2 separate regions of the Mus musculus genome follow, and region 2 is linked to region 1. The links are chromatin contacts, called in public promoter capture Hi-C maps. All regions are on one chromosome and are shown on one strand. The core of a region is the stretch at or near the end of the contact, and the rest is flanking DNA. Distances in the headings are between cores, read along the strand shown.

What was found. Promoter capture Hi-C pulls out the DNA fragments that hold promoters and counts their contacts.
Region 2: a contact with region 1 is called in a promoter capture Hi-C map of cranial neural crest, with 2.3 times the contacts expected there. The contact joins the enhancer-like site here to the promoter of Adamts1 in region 1. A contact is called at or near these places in 1 of 39 promoter capture datasets (cranial neural crest), 3 of 484 Hi-C or Micro-C datasets (the C2C12 cell line, nephron progenitors and undifferentiated spermatogonia) and 2 of 9 other capture datasets (adipose tissue and pancreatic islet).

The regions. Positions count from the first base shown.
Region 1 is chr16:85,799,622-85,806,512 of GRCm38.p6, forward strand. It overlaps Adamts1 (a disintegrin-like and metallopeptidase (reprolysin type) with thrombospondin type 1 motif, 1), which reads right to left and starts at 3,492. Exons shown (of 9, transcript NM_009621.5): 1 at 2,357-3,492; 2 at 469-815; 3 at 1-47. The coding sequence starts at 3,089.
Region 2 is chr16:85,962,073-85,968,963 of GRCm38.p6, forward strand. No RefSeq gene overlaps it. Among named protein-coding and RNA genes, the nearest start is that of Adamts5, 64 kb to the left of the region's middle. Within about 2 kb of position 2,694, at least 21 of the 459 cell types and tissues checked have an H3K27ac peak or open chromatin away from gene starts, as enhancers often do.

The DNA.
Region 1 (6,891 bases), core at 2,242-4,741:
ACATCTGCCATTCCGAGAGTGTCACACGTGTGGGAGCCACATAAATCCTACAAAGAGGCAAGGGAAATCCCTTTTAAGTAGGAGAGAGTGGACTTGATACTTAGCTCTTCAGTTGGGCATGTCTTCACATGCACTTTGAAGCCTGTCCATTCATTATTGCTGGACTTGAAGGACTGACTCTAAAGCAAGATTCCCTGTAATGCTTTTAAAATAGAACTGTGGAACTTGAGATGTGGAAATTTAAAATAGAAATAAGCAAGACAGATTGAGCTAGCCTATAACCGAAAGGAAATGAGGCAATACAGATGAGATGCCTTTTTTTTTTTTAACTGGTTATTTTGTTTACATTTCAAATGTTATCCCCCTTCCGGGTTTCCTCTCTGCCACACCCCCACCCTCTCATCCCATCCAACACAAGGCTGACCTCCGAGTTGAGTTGAGGAAATGGTTGATAAGCTCTTGTCTTACCTGTCTGGTGAACAGAATTGCAGTGTCATAGTGCTCTGGATCCCGGTCACTGGGGCTGTTGTGTTGTTTCTGCCAGCTGCAGAAATTCCGAAGGGTGAGAGCTGCATTGGAGGTAACTTCTGGTCCCTTCTGCTCCTCGTATATGACCAAGATCTTCACCACCACCAGGCTAATTGAATTCCTAATGCTGGGATGCTTGTAAAACCTGGCTGCCACCGAGAACAGGGTTAGAAGGTAATGCTTTAGACCGCTGCCGTGGAAGTCGGCCATGGACTGGTCAGCTACGAGCATGGTTTCCACATAACGGGGGCTGGACACAAATCGCTTCTTCCTTATGCTTCCTGGTCCTGTAAAAAGAAAAGGAAGTTTGCTCATGGGCAGTCCTTCTCCTAATAGTGACCTTCTCGGGGTATATTAGGAAAGTCAACCTAGTCAAAGTAAATAAAACTGAAATACACCTGGAACAAAAATAAAACAAATATTTGCATCTTCTAAAAACTGTGAATGTTATTTTTAAGTTTTTTTTCTTTTGCTTTAAATAAAACAAAACAAAACAAAACAAAAAAAGCAACAGAGTGATCAAACTGTCTATATATGTGTCCGCAGGATTTCTTTTGTGGTCTTTGAAGACTCCACAGCCTGAGTGAGGCAGTATGGCTATCATTTCTACCCAGCTGTAGTAAAAACTTGGCAAGAGAAGCAGGCGGAGCGCCCTGAGTCACCCTTTCACTATTGAAGCCAGGGCTGAAATCCCGAATGAGATCATCCAGCTCCACGTGGAAGGCATGGGGCAGGGCGGGGAGCCTCAGCCAAGGGGTGGGGCTTGAGGAGTCTCAGTCTGTAAGGCTCAGCTCTCTCATTCAAGGGGTCCCAGGGGGTTCTCTGCTTGATCCAGTTCCGGGCACTAGGACCACCCACTCTGCCCAGCAGTGTGTTCCTGCCTCCTCTCACTCCCAGTGCCCCGGGGGGAATAAGTTCCTTTCTCAAACCAGGGTTGCCAATTTGGAAAATGGCCTTTTTCGGGCTGCTGAGACTCAGCGGTCAGAGAAATCGTAAAGTAGGATATGAATACCAGCTCCTAGGGACAAGTCGGAAAAGAGGGAGAAATCTAGAAAAGGGCAAAAAGAAATTTGAATGATTAAAAAGAACTAACTGGCTGGTAGGGACTGAACACGGCAGAGTCAGGCGAATGTGTAGCAGGGAGGATCAGTCCAGGCTAACATTCCTCAGCGCTGGGGAGTCCAACCTCTGCCGGGAGAGGGAGTGCGAGCAACGAGGCCGAGGTAGGAGGCGCGTGGAGGCGGGGCGAGCCAAGCAAAGACCTCCCAAGCAGGTTCTGCAGAGGGGCCCAACGGAGCCACCAGCCATCGGGGTCAGCTTTTCAAATGGGGGAAGGGGACAGACGGAAGGCCACAGAAATGAGATCACCACTGCCGTTGCCCAGGCTCCTGAACGCACATCCAGGTCACCATGGCTCCTCTACTCCGCCCTCCTTTGAGCGCTACGTGCTCACACGGACTGACGTTACAAAACTCAGCGCGAAACTACAACCTAGTTAAAGTGAACTCATACATTCACTAAAGGCATTAAAGGGATGGAGAGAGATTCTTCAGTGTAAGGAGTCGGGTTATTGGCTTCGCGGAGGAAACGCTTAGCCCTTATCTACAGGACCTCCGATTCTTTCTCTCTTTCTCAAATTATTAACTATTCGGGCAAATAAGTGTTCTAGCAGAGTATGGTCACACTTTTTTTGGGGGGGGGAGCGGGAAGGTCACGACCCAGAACTTCAATTCACTGCAAGTCTGAGTCATTCGCATTTAGAGGCGATCTGGAGTGTGACCCCAAGTCACGCCTCGTAAAGACTGAGAGATGGGGGTCACTCTTATACCTGATGGCTTTCCCGCGTCCTGAGGCGTGGGGTCCCGCACAGGCCACTGGTTCCGGGTGTTCTGGCTCTCGGGTCGCGAGTCGCTGGTTGGCAGGGTCTCGTCGTCCATGACGCCGCACTTGGCGCCGCCACTGCCCCGCCGCCTTCGCCTCAGGATGTGGAACTGCGGCCGTGCGGATGACTCCTCCTCGGGCACGGCAGGGGCCAGGCGCTCGGTGGCCACTCCAGGCGCTGGCTGAATGAAGAACTCCTCTCCTTGTAGGTAGAAGGCACCACGCACACCTTCACAGAGGCTGAGGGCTGCGGCAGAGCCGGGATCACCGTTCACCGTGCCAGAGTAGAAGCAGTGAGCCAGGTCCCCGGTGGGGTCCAGATGTTGTGCCTCGGACCCGGGACTGCGCCCCACAGTCTGCAGGGTGAAGCCAGGCGCCAAGAAACCGCTGTCCGGCTGCAACTTCAGATGTAGCTGCTGGCCAAAGGCGTCCAGACGAAGGCGTGTGGTGGTGGAATCGTGGCCCGGGGCGCGCTCCAGCGAGGGCAGGACCAGCTCCTCATCTTCCTCCGTGGGGCGCCCGTGTGCGCCCCGCGCACATAGCAGCATTGTTATGGAAGCGAGGAGCAGCAACAGCATGTGTGCGGACAGAGAGCCCCGAGATCTCGCTGCCCGCTGGACGTCCCCCATGTCGGAGCAGGGCTTCTGCTTGCGTGACCCCAAAGGGACTTTTGGCTGCATGGCACCGCACCCTGCACCGCAGAGAACTCTTGGTCTGGATAGACGTTTAGACGCGTAGAGCTTCGCTGGCCTGCTCCTGATGCTTAAAATTCACGATCACTTTGATGGGAAAGTTCGTGCAGAGCTAGCACCCGAAGCTCCGGGTCACTTAGAAAGATTCTGCACTGGCGCGCGGGAATTTTTTCATTCCAGCACCGAGTTGGTGGCTCCGCACTGCTGGCTGCTGCAGGACCTAGAAGCGCCCCCGGAGCTGGGGAACAAGTCCAGAATAGGAGCCTGGACTCTTCGTCCTCCGCCTTGGCCCCGATTTGACTCGATCTGAGCAAGGATCTGCTCTCTCCGCCGGGCTGTGCGCTCTGGCCTTGCGATAGCACCTAGCTCGGAGCTGCTTTCTAGCGAGTGCAAGGACCAGGCAGCCCCGGCCGCCCCTTTATAGCCACATAGGAGCCCCTCCTTCCCCCAACACTGCGACACCGCCCCCTGAGCTCAGTCGGTGCTAAACCGAGCTCTGCGCCTCGGGGCCTGAAGGGGGAGGGGGCAGCCTCCGCCCTGGCCTCACGCCACAGCTCGTCACTCTGGGGGTGTAAGACGCCGAAACAGCGCTGGGACCAGCACTTTGTACAGCGCTGGCTGCTCTGGGGAAAAGAGTGAACCTTTAACTTCATCTCTCGGCTGCTGATTCCCGGACCACCCTGCTTCCTGTCGCCCTTCCTGTGCCCCGGCTGGGCTGCAGTTTCCAAGAAAGAGGGTCGAATTGAAAAGATTCCTCAACATTCCTTTTCTCCCCTAGTCAGAGCCTCTTCTGCCCCAAAGTGGGCTATTAGCTACAGCTGCCTTTTCTTAAAAAGCACCCTACTTTTCCGTCTCGTCTACGTTTCCATGGGCACCATGGCTAAAGCGTCCTTCTCTTTACCCCAGCTTTTCTTGGGCAAAGTGTTGATTCTGCGCTTCTCAGGAAGAGAAAAGAAAGAGAGAGGAAGAGAGAGAGAGAGAGAGAGAGAGAGAGAGTGTGTGTGTGTGTGTGTGTGTGGTGGTGGTGGTGGTGGTTCATAGAGCACCTCTCCAACTCTGGATTCTAAAAATCCACGTGGAACGACCTTAACAGTTTCCTCAAGTCCTACCTAGAGACCTCTGGGGTGGGGGGTGGGGGTGGGGCGATGTGTGTGTGTGTGTGTGTGTGTGTGTGTGTGTGTGTATCTTGGCTTTTTCCAGAATAGTCTATCTGGAACCAGCTTTAGTTCCCTAGAGACAAAAAAAAAAAAAAAAAAAAAAAAAAAAGGGATTTCTGCTTTCTCTTCTTCATTGGAGAAGCAACTCCCTTCTAGTCTGCGTTCTTCCAAAATCTTAACAGCAGCTGCTGCAGGCCGCAGGCCAGGCGGACAGATGCATCTAAGATTCCCCACTTCAGTATCAAGTCCAAAGCGGCGGCGGGGGGGAACGGTGTGGGGGGAAGGAGGGTTGGGTGATGGGGTGGAAGGAAACCGAGTTCCCCTCCCCCCCCCTCCCCGCTTCCTACCGGGAAGGGAAAGGCAGCATCCGCGTTACGAAAGTCACAAAAGCTGAGCCCTTCCAACCCCGGCCCCTAAGAAAAAGTCGAGAGAGGCTCCTGAACTGAGAAAGAGGGAGGGGTTCTGTGACCCAGAGGAAGGAAATAGTTCACAATGCTCTCACTGGCGGAAAGGCATTAGGACAAGCTTGAGAACCACAGCCCAAGTCCTCAGGCAGACCCGCGCGCTCACACCAGCTAGCTCTTGCTCCCTGCCCTGCCCAGTTCTGGGCTCCCGACTTGCTGCCCCACCCCCAACTGCTGCTCCGGTTGGCTCTTGGTTAATCCTTTGCTCCTCCCCAGATCTTCCTAAATTTGTGGGCCTCAGACAGTCCCTTGCAATCTTCCAAAGGTTTCTGGCAGACACTTTCCCAGGGTTCTAGATAGTCTTCATGAAAACAAACAAAAACTTTGTTTCCCACACCAGGGAATATCGAATTAAAAGAAGAAGAAGGAGGAGGACGAGGAGGAGGAGGAGGAGGAGGAGGAGGAGGAGGAGGAGGAGGAGTGACTGGGAGAAACAAGACTACCCCAACCTCCAACCTCCAAGCTCTTAACAACTTCCTGGTGATTGCACTCATCCGAGGAGTCCGCTCTCAAATTTTGGTTTCTTAAAATCACACTGATAGCTGAACTAAACACATCAAGCAACCTTGCTCTTCCACCAGGGAACTTTGATGTTGTTCGTCTTCCTTCCTTTCTGTTTCTTCATCTTTCTTCAGCTCTTCTTCAGCTCTCACTGACATCCACAGTTAGGAGCGGAGCCCATTCATTTGTGGGGTGTCCGGCCTCTTTCTTTTTTGTTTAAGAACCTGATTCACAAGTGGGCTTTCCCGAAGCCCACATTCCTGGTCGGTCGACCCACTTTATTTGAGAAGCATTTCCATTTTCTGTTATGCTGCCTGACTTTTTTTTTTTTTTTTAATCTTTCCTGTTTGTGTGGCTTCCTTTCCCCTCTGTTCTCTCTCACTTGCTAACCAGCAAGGTTAGATACTTGTGAGAACAAATACAAACAAGGGCAGATTCACCCGTGCCTTTACTTCCTTGCTTAGAATGTAGAACATAAAAGCCGGTGGGCAAGGGAGATGAAAGATGCTTGAGGTGGACAAGGGATGAAAGTCTTACTAGATCCATAATGTATGTGTGATCTCCTTCAATTGAGGCAGGAAGGAAGAGTTGCAGGACCACCAGAAACATATGTAATTTTCAAATCAAAGTGTAGTATATTTCAGTCTCTCCACTCTCCCATGGCAGGCGACTTTACCTTTTAAAGTTGCAAGCTTGGCTGTGAGCCCATTTCTGCCTCTCGTGTGCTCTTATTGAAAGAGATTTTCATTTGGGAGTACATTTCGAATCTCAAATGGGTTACTTCAAATCCATTATAATTTTTTCATATTTCATGTTCTGTATCCAAATAGAGCTGGAAAAAAAAAGGCACTGAGTTAAAGGGGAAAGGGTTGCCAGGAACATGGCTTTTATATTCTCTGGGTTTCTCTCCAGATTTCTGTTCTTTTGCATAATGGCTCCAATCTGTTGTGCACCTGTAGTTCTGGGAAATGATTCTTTTTTAATCGCTTCAACAGAGACATGAGTATTGGAGTTGCCAATTACTAAACTGAAAAAAAAATAGTGCACATTCAGAAGAGTCTCTAATCCACTTTTAAAACAATTAAGATCAGCATTGTGTGTTTGGCACACAAGCCTATAACACATACCCATCTGTATAAGCAAAATGTAAATTGAAAGAAAATATCTGAATGAAAAAGCAAGATCTTAGGGGTTCCATTTACTGACCAGAGAGACAATGGTGAAACACTGGGTTGTTGTAGTAACTTGCATAGTGTTACACTTATAAAACCCTTGCTCCTGGATTTGTGTCGGCAACTCGAAATCCCTATGCTCTGCTAACATCTGTCCCTTGTACTTCTGGTTTTCTTCCTATAGAGTGTATTTCTTCATAGATGAGCTTGCAGAAACACCAGCTTAACGCGTCTTAAGAGGAAGACTTCAAGAAGTTATTTATTTGGGAACTTACTGAGATGACCTGAACTCATTCATCTCAAAATACAAAATTCAAGCTTATAAAAGAAGACTTGTTTTTTTTTTTTTTTTTTTTTTTTTTTTTTTACACACTGAGTCCCCAAGGGAGGGAAAAAAAAAAAGTAGAGTTTGAAGTAAAAGAAGTGGGTATCAACTGTGAACGTCAATGAGTTTCTTCCATGTTTGCGTGTCTCAAGGATCCACAGGTTAAAGACA
Region 2 (6,891 bases), core at 1,444-3,943, 160 kb after region 1:
GTCAGTTAGGAGCTGGGATTATGACCATATATGATCAAAACATGAGCTCCTGGGTGGGTAGTCCAGGGTGGGTTGCAGAAAACACAGAGAGGAGGAGTTAGCTTGTAGTCTTCTCAGAGGAGTCAGGTTTGGGGGAAGGAGGGCAGATGGGGTTTTCCAGCTTGTGTAGGGACAACCAGAGGTTCCAGACTAATACTAACCATTGTCTTCATGTCATAGAGTTCCTTGATGCCTGGCACTCTTGCTGAAAAGACTTCAACAAGATGCACAAAAAGCTTTAGCAAGAAATGTTTGCTAGAATAATATAATGTTTATTAGAGTAGTATCACTAAACCATGAATACATGTTTGTAGACAGGCATCAGAAATCACCTTGAGTAGGGAATCCTGAAAGATACAATTTCAGGCATCTTATAGGGTGTTCACAGAAGACATGGAACAAGTGGTGTTAATGAGATGTCTATAGAAAATAAAACATGCTCAGGAAAGTTAAAGAATAGGTCCTAAAGGCAAAGAGCAACCATATAAGGCACCAGTCCTTAAGGGAACAATATATTGTGACTCCACGTTCAATAATGTTTATAACATTCCAATGTTTCTCAGACTTTATAAAATTTAGTTTGCATCCTCTTGTTATTGACTTGTTATTTGTGTCTTCCCTTTTATATGACATGATTTAGTACTTCCACAAATTTATTTTTAAAGAAAATTAATGATTAAAGATGGCAGTACACATTGAAGAAAGACAATGGTCCCATTATTCTTAGATGTAAAGAGTAGAACACTTTATATTAAAGAATGACAGAGAGACATTACTCTGACACCAGGGAGTATGAAAAAAAATGTAGGTAGTGAGTAAAGAAAAGACAAACATAGATTGCACCAGTCTGCATGAAATGAGATATTCAAGTAGTAAGCTTAAAATCCTGGTGGGGAAGAGAATAGGGAGGAATTGAAGTTTGGAATTGAGGCCATGGCATGTTTATGGGCCTCTGTGAGACAGACAAAGCCTGAAGAAGAATCACTGATGAGAGATGGAACATTCCAGAGGAGGAGGAATAGAGCTATTGAAACCAAAATACCTTTGAAAGAAAGATATAAATAAAACACAGATGCAGAATGCACCATAATTCCCTAAAGTCTACAGCATGGTACTGATAAGGTTAAAATAATGTTGACCTTGTAATCAGAGGCCATCATTCCAGTGAATCACGTGACACCTTACTCAACTTTCTCACATACACCTCCACTTCATTGTCCACAGACAAGACTGCATTGCCTCTACCTCCTTCTCTTAGGTGTCATTTCCCAGAATCCTCTACTTCATATTGCCCCTAGTTTCTATCTGAAACTGACAGGCCCTCATGCTCTGAGATGGTTTTTATGGGAGAGAGAAATATAATAGATATGAGTTGGCAGTCAACTCAGTAGGACTGAAGTCACAGATATGATTTGAAAACCTACGTCACTCACTTGAAACGATCTATGAAGTAACAATGTTCTTAGAATGGGGATGAAGTGAACTGTCAAAACTTTCACAGGTCCTCTTTGGTTTTCTTCTAGTGTTTTGATAAGTCTTATAAATAACATGTGCCCCTGATGCTAAGAGAAATTTTCTGCAATATATTTATGGGAAAAGGCATTGAAGAAATTCAGAACTTTTCAATTTTGAGACATAGTTTAAAGCAAGGAAAAGAAGAATGGTGATATATAAACAAGACCATTATCTTCATTCCTTTACAATGGAAGTGAGTCCAAGGGCTTTTCTTCAATTTATAGAGACATCTTTTTAGTTTTTTTTTTCCCTTATTTTTAACTTAATTTATGTTTTGCTTGCATGTGTGTTTGCATAGTTTGTATGTGTGCGGTGCCTATGAAGACTAGAATAACATGTTGGCCACACTGGAACTGAAGTTACAAATGATTGTAGGTGCCTACTTGGGAGCTGGGTTTACTGCTGGAATAGCAGCAAGAGCTTTTAGCTGCTGAGCCATCTCTTTAGCCCCCTCCCCCCTTTTTTACATTTAAACTAAAACCTTTGTTATTAATACACTGAATGTTATTTGAGAAGAGTGAATAGAGGGCCTCTTCCTGTGTTTCTCTCTTGGTAAAGATGAAGACTGGGGATGAAATAGCCCAGTGGTAGTGTAACAAGCCCCCAGACTTTAGCACTACTGGCTCCATGAAGGAACTGCCATTCCAACCACAAAACTTAGCGTGTAGATAGCACCATCTGACAAAATGAAAACAAAGGAGAAGTCCATCAAAGTTCATGGTTCTGGGAAGGTCTCTAAAAGTACTAACCTTCCATGTTGGATTTTCTATTTCTATTTCTGGCTAACTGTTTTTGTTAACTGAAGTACGTCAACCCAGGATACAATTTTTGTGCTTAAAAAGTTCACTCAGAGAAAGGCTCAGGGAGACTGAATGAGCAGTGTAGTCACCAGCTGCCTAATAAAGACTTTCTATTGGCTTAAAGTTGTGTAGGAGCAGTCTTCTCTGGTGGATACCCCACAGGAGTGGAATGTTTGGCCAGAAAGGCCCTAAGTTCAGCTCTCTGCATTACAGAAGGCAGAGAGGCAGAAAAACACAGACAAAGAGGCAGAGAAATCCCAAGCTGCAGTCAGTGTACCTTATGGTTGCTTTGCTGTGTGAAGACTGCTGCCTTATAACCTCTGCACTGCATGGATGCATTGCACTTTACCCTGAAAGGCACCTCCTTTGTTAGAAAGCTTGTCCTTTCAACAAAGGAAAGTCACTGGCTGGTAATCTAATCATTGAAAAAGAGCCTGGATTTTTCTGGCAACACAAAAGAGAAACAGTTTGGGGAGAAAATACTTGCAACTAAGAGCTGTAGAGGAAGGGGAAAGAACTTTAAATAATTACTACTCAGGCAGTGTCAGCTGGGACAATGCTCCACTAGCAGAAAAGAATCCTAGTGTGGTGGCATCCTGTCACCAACCCCAAGAACAAATCAGCCTAGAGTTTAACAAGAGGAGGAAGCAAGTTGCAAAGAGTCTCCTCTTTAAAGATATTTTTGGTTTTCCCGATGAAAGGATGAGATATTTTTTTTTCAAGACCTGTTATATATTTAGAAATAAGAACAACAGCACAACACTTTTTATTGCTCTGGAACAGGGCACATGTTTTCGTTGGATATAATCAGGATGTTAAGGATCTGGTTGAGTTGTTGTTGTTTTTGTGTTTGTTGCTGCACGTCATGTTGGCAATCTGTTAAAGCCAGATGTGTCAGGGGGCGACGTGGAAAGTCGCTACCCAAACATGCATGGCTGGCTTTTAAAACATAGCCTGACTTCTATTAACACAAACTTCATGCTTATTCACATTTCTTATATTAGCAGCTTTCAGTAGACTTTTCTGGGCAGATGGTTATTGGTCCGTTTGGAAGCTATCAACGGGAGAGCTGTATTCTTTGATGGTTCTGCAGATTGGCTCCACTATCAAGATTCTACCATTTGTGTTTCTGGCAAGTTTTCTCTTTCCAATTTGCAGATGTTGTCTCCATGCTGTAGGTTCATACAACCTTTCAGTGGTTTTGTGACCATGCACTAATCTCGTTTTCTGCTTTTGTAAGGTCGCCGTCCTGCTGGACATTATGCTTACATGTTATTTAATATTTATTAAATATACCCTGAAAAAAACCCTTCAAATAAAGTCATCTATAAGATAAGAACTTCAAGTTCTGAAATTTACCAGGAAGCAATCCAGTCTACTGTAAGTGATTGACAATGCTAGAGTCATAATCACGACAAATTGAAGATGTGTTGAACAGTTTCAGGCTGTCTTAAGACTCTCTCTCTCTCTCTCTCTCTCTCTCTCTCTCTCTCTCTCTCTCTCTCTCTGTGTGTGTGTGTGGAGAGAGAGTGAGAGAAAGAGAGAGAGAGAGAGAGAGAAAGAGAGAGGGGATCTTATGTAAAGTATAATGCTATTTAATAATTTATTATTTTGTTTATTCTATGTGTATATATATGTGGATAAGCATGTGTCAAATTATGAGATATGTCACTCATAACTTGCAGAGGTTGACTGATTCTCTTTTTCTAATACGTGAGTTCCTGGGATTGAAAATAGGTTTTTAGGCTTGCTGCGTGTGTGCCTTTACCAACTGAGCCCTCTTACCAGCCTGCAATCTCTTTCTTGATACTGTGCCATTGTAAAAGTTTGAAAGTAGCTTTAAAAGGGACCTTCGTACTTGTACTTTAAAGCCCTTGTTAAATTGAAGAAACAAAGTCTCCTGCACTTGGGTTATGTTTACTAATGTGCTAGTAGTATACTTCCAGGTCAAATATTCTGTGTAATCCCTGCAATGTGTCTGTGACATGAAACCTGTCATTAGACCTTGGCTGAGGAATATGAGTCAGAGTACGGTTGAGCAGGCAGTGGGCATGCTGTAAAATTCCAAGATGAGACATTCCGGCTCTACTTCCAGAAAAGGTTCAATTAGAGGTTTGAGATGCAGGACCCTCTCTTTAAAATCACCATGCCGTATTCTGTAAAAACCTCAGGGTTTCTCCTAGCTATAGGAGTCTGTGTTTCTATGAAAGCCAAATAAAATGGAGCAATGGTCAGTCAGTAAACACTAAATTAGTAAAGCCATTGACTTAGATTTCTGTTTTCCTGTCTTAAAAGTATTAGAATCCTTCACAAATATTACAGTTTTAGCATCGAAGTCCCTCACCCTGGTTTTCTTGGCAGTGTTTAGTCCTATGTGAGAGCTACTTCAGTAGTAAAGACACAGAACGCAAGACTCCACCTAAAGCTTAACGGGAGGCAATATCTTCTCCAGTGAGCTGTAGTTTTCCTAAAAAAAAAAAAAAAAAAAAAAGCAGGGGGGGGGGAAGAAGCGATGCCTGCAGATGGTTGAGGCTGGCTATAAATTTAGTGATTTATAAACAAGAATTGTGATGGGAATAAAAACCCAATGCCCTTATAGGGAAAGGCAGACTTGCCATGATTTGTACATGCACCACACACATCATGGTTTGGTTTTTAAAAGAAGCTTATGGTGGTGCTAAGGGTGAGCCTGTAAAATGAGACATGAGATGTCTGGCAGATCTGAAGCACAAAGGACCCTCTGAGAGAATTTGTGTTTATACTTGCACAATGATGGCTGTAAGCAGATCTTTCTAAACAAGAAGGAGCAATTTAGGAGGATTAAGGGATCTGAACTTAGAGGAGTGTGCGCCACAGCTTGCTTTCTTTCCAAAGGGGCTGTGAACTTAAGCTCCTCATGCTGATAAACCTAGAACAAAGGGATGTTGAAGAGTTCCGTTTATGGAATTTGCTTCCTATGGGATCTTGTTGCTTGTGACTTGACTTTAGAATGTCATTTCTTTTGTTCCACGAGGCTAATCCATTTTGATTATTTTCCATGTAGTAGCTAAAGTGTTCAACTCCCTAAGGTTGAAGAAGAGGCTATATAGGTTTTCAGCCTGGCTTTTCTTGTTTACATATGTTTCAAATATAATGAAAAAAATCTTTCAGTTGTAGCTCATTCCTGTTTTTCCTCTATTCCAAGATAAACTCAGTTTTGGGGAGTGGGAATTATAATACAATGCTTATCCACTTTTGATTTAAGTTGGAAAGAAAGAAAAGCTACAGAGTTAGCACTTTCCTCTAACACTGTTACAAAGGCTAATGTCAGCCTGCCTTTCACATAATACCACATAATTAATCCTTTGACGAATGTTCTCAACTAGCCCTTAGTTTCTTATATTCATCCTGTGTTAGGGAGAAATTTCATGAAGAAAGATTTTTATTGTGTGGGAAGAGCCTTGTATTTAGAGGTTACATGGAGGATCATTATTAATGACCGAGTTAGACAACTGCTTACTTAAGTTGTTGTTTTACATTTTAGGTAAGAATACTGTTAAAAGCGTCACCTTCTCCATGAATATGGATTTCACTATGTTGCTCAAACAGGCCCCAAAGTCCTGGGTCCAAGTATTTAAGCCTAGTCTACCAAATAGTTGGGAGTACAGTTAATCCCTATGAAGCATTATTCTGTACAAGACAAAGGACTGATAAGTGTGATCTGGGGGAGAGGAAAATTTACATGAAATCATCCATATACAGTGTACTTTATTAACTGTTTAACTGTATTTATGTGATACATGTTAAATATTAATCATAATCACAGCAACCTCAGGGTTTATTAACTACATACTTTCTCTATGGATCTCATTCATGAATTGTGGTTTGCACAGCTGTGTCTGTTGAGCTCTCTTGTTGACACTACTGGAGATAGAAGGGTCCCATAACTCCAGCTTCATTCAGATAGTTCTAAACAAAAGAACTACATAGAATCACTGTGTCTAGAGGCTCACTGTATGATTAGTCACTTTGCATAATTTTCATGAGAAAGTCTTTCAAATGATTGCTCTTCTAGTTTATGAATCTAAGTATATATAAATTTACATGTAAAATTTCACTAGGAACTTTTTTTTTAAAGTTTGAGAATTCTACACAATATAATTTTATCATATTGTTTCCCTTTCCCCAACCCTTTCCAGGTTCTCCCCTGACCCACCTGTCCCTACTTAACGGCTTGGACTTTCTCTTAAAAGAAAAGCAAAAGCAAAAGGCTGCTAAAAATCATGACCTTCAGGTTGTGTTAGCTAAGTTCTCCACAGCATGGGTCCTGCTGATTTCTCCATTGGTCTCTGTCACCCTCTTCTTTGGTAGAGCCTCAGATGACTGCATTGATTAGCATTTCATACACACAAGATATGTTTTAGGTAGTCAACTTACATTGGGAAGTTCATGTGAGCTCAGCTGCTTGAGGAGTGTGATTAGGCAGCATATCATAGAGCAGAGAACATGACCGAGAAAGGTTTCCTATTTCTTTATAGTCAGCAATTAGAGAGAGAGA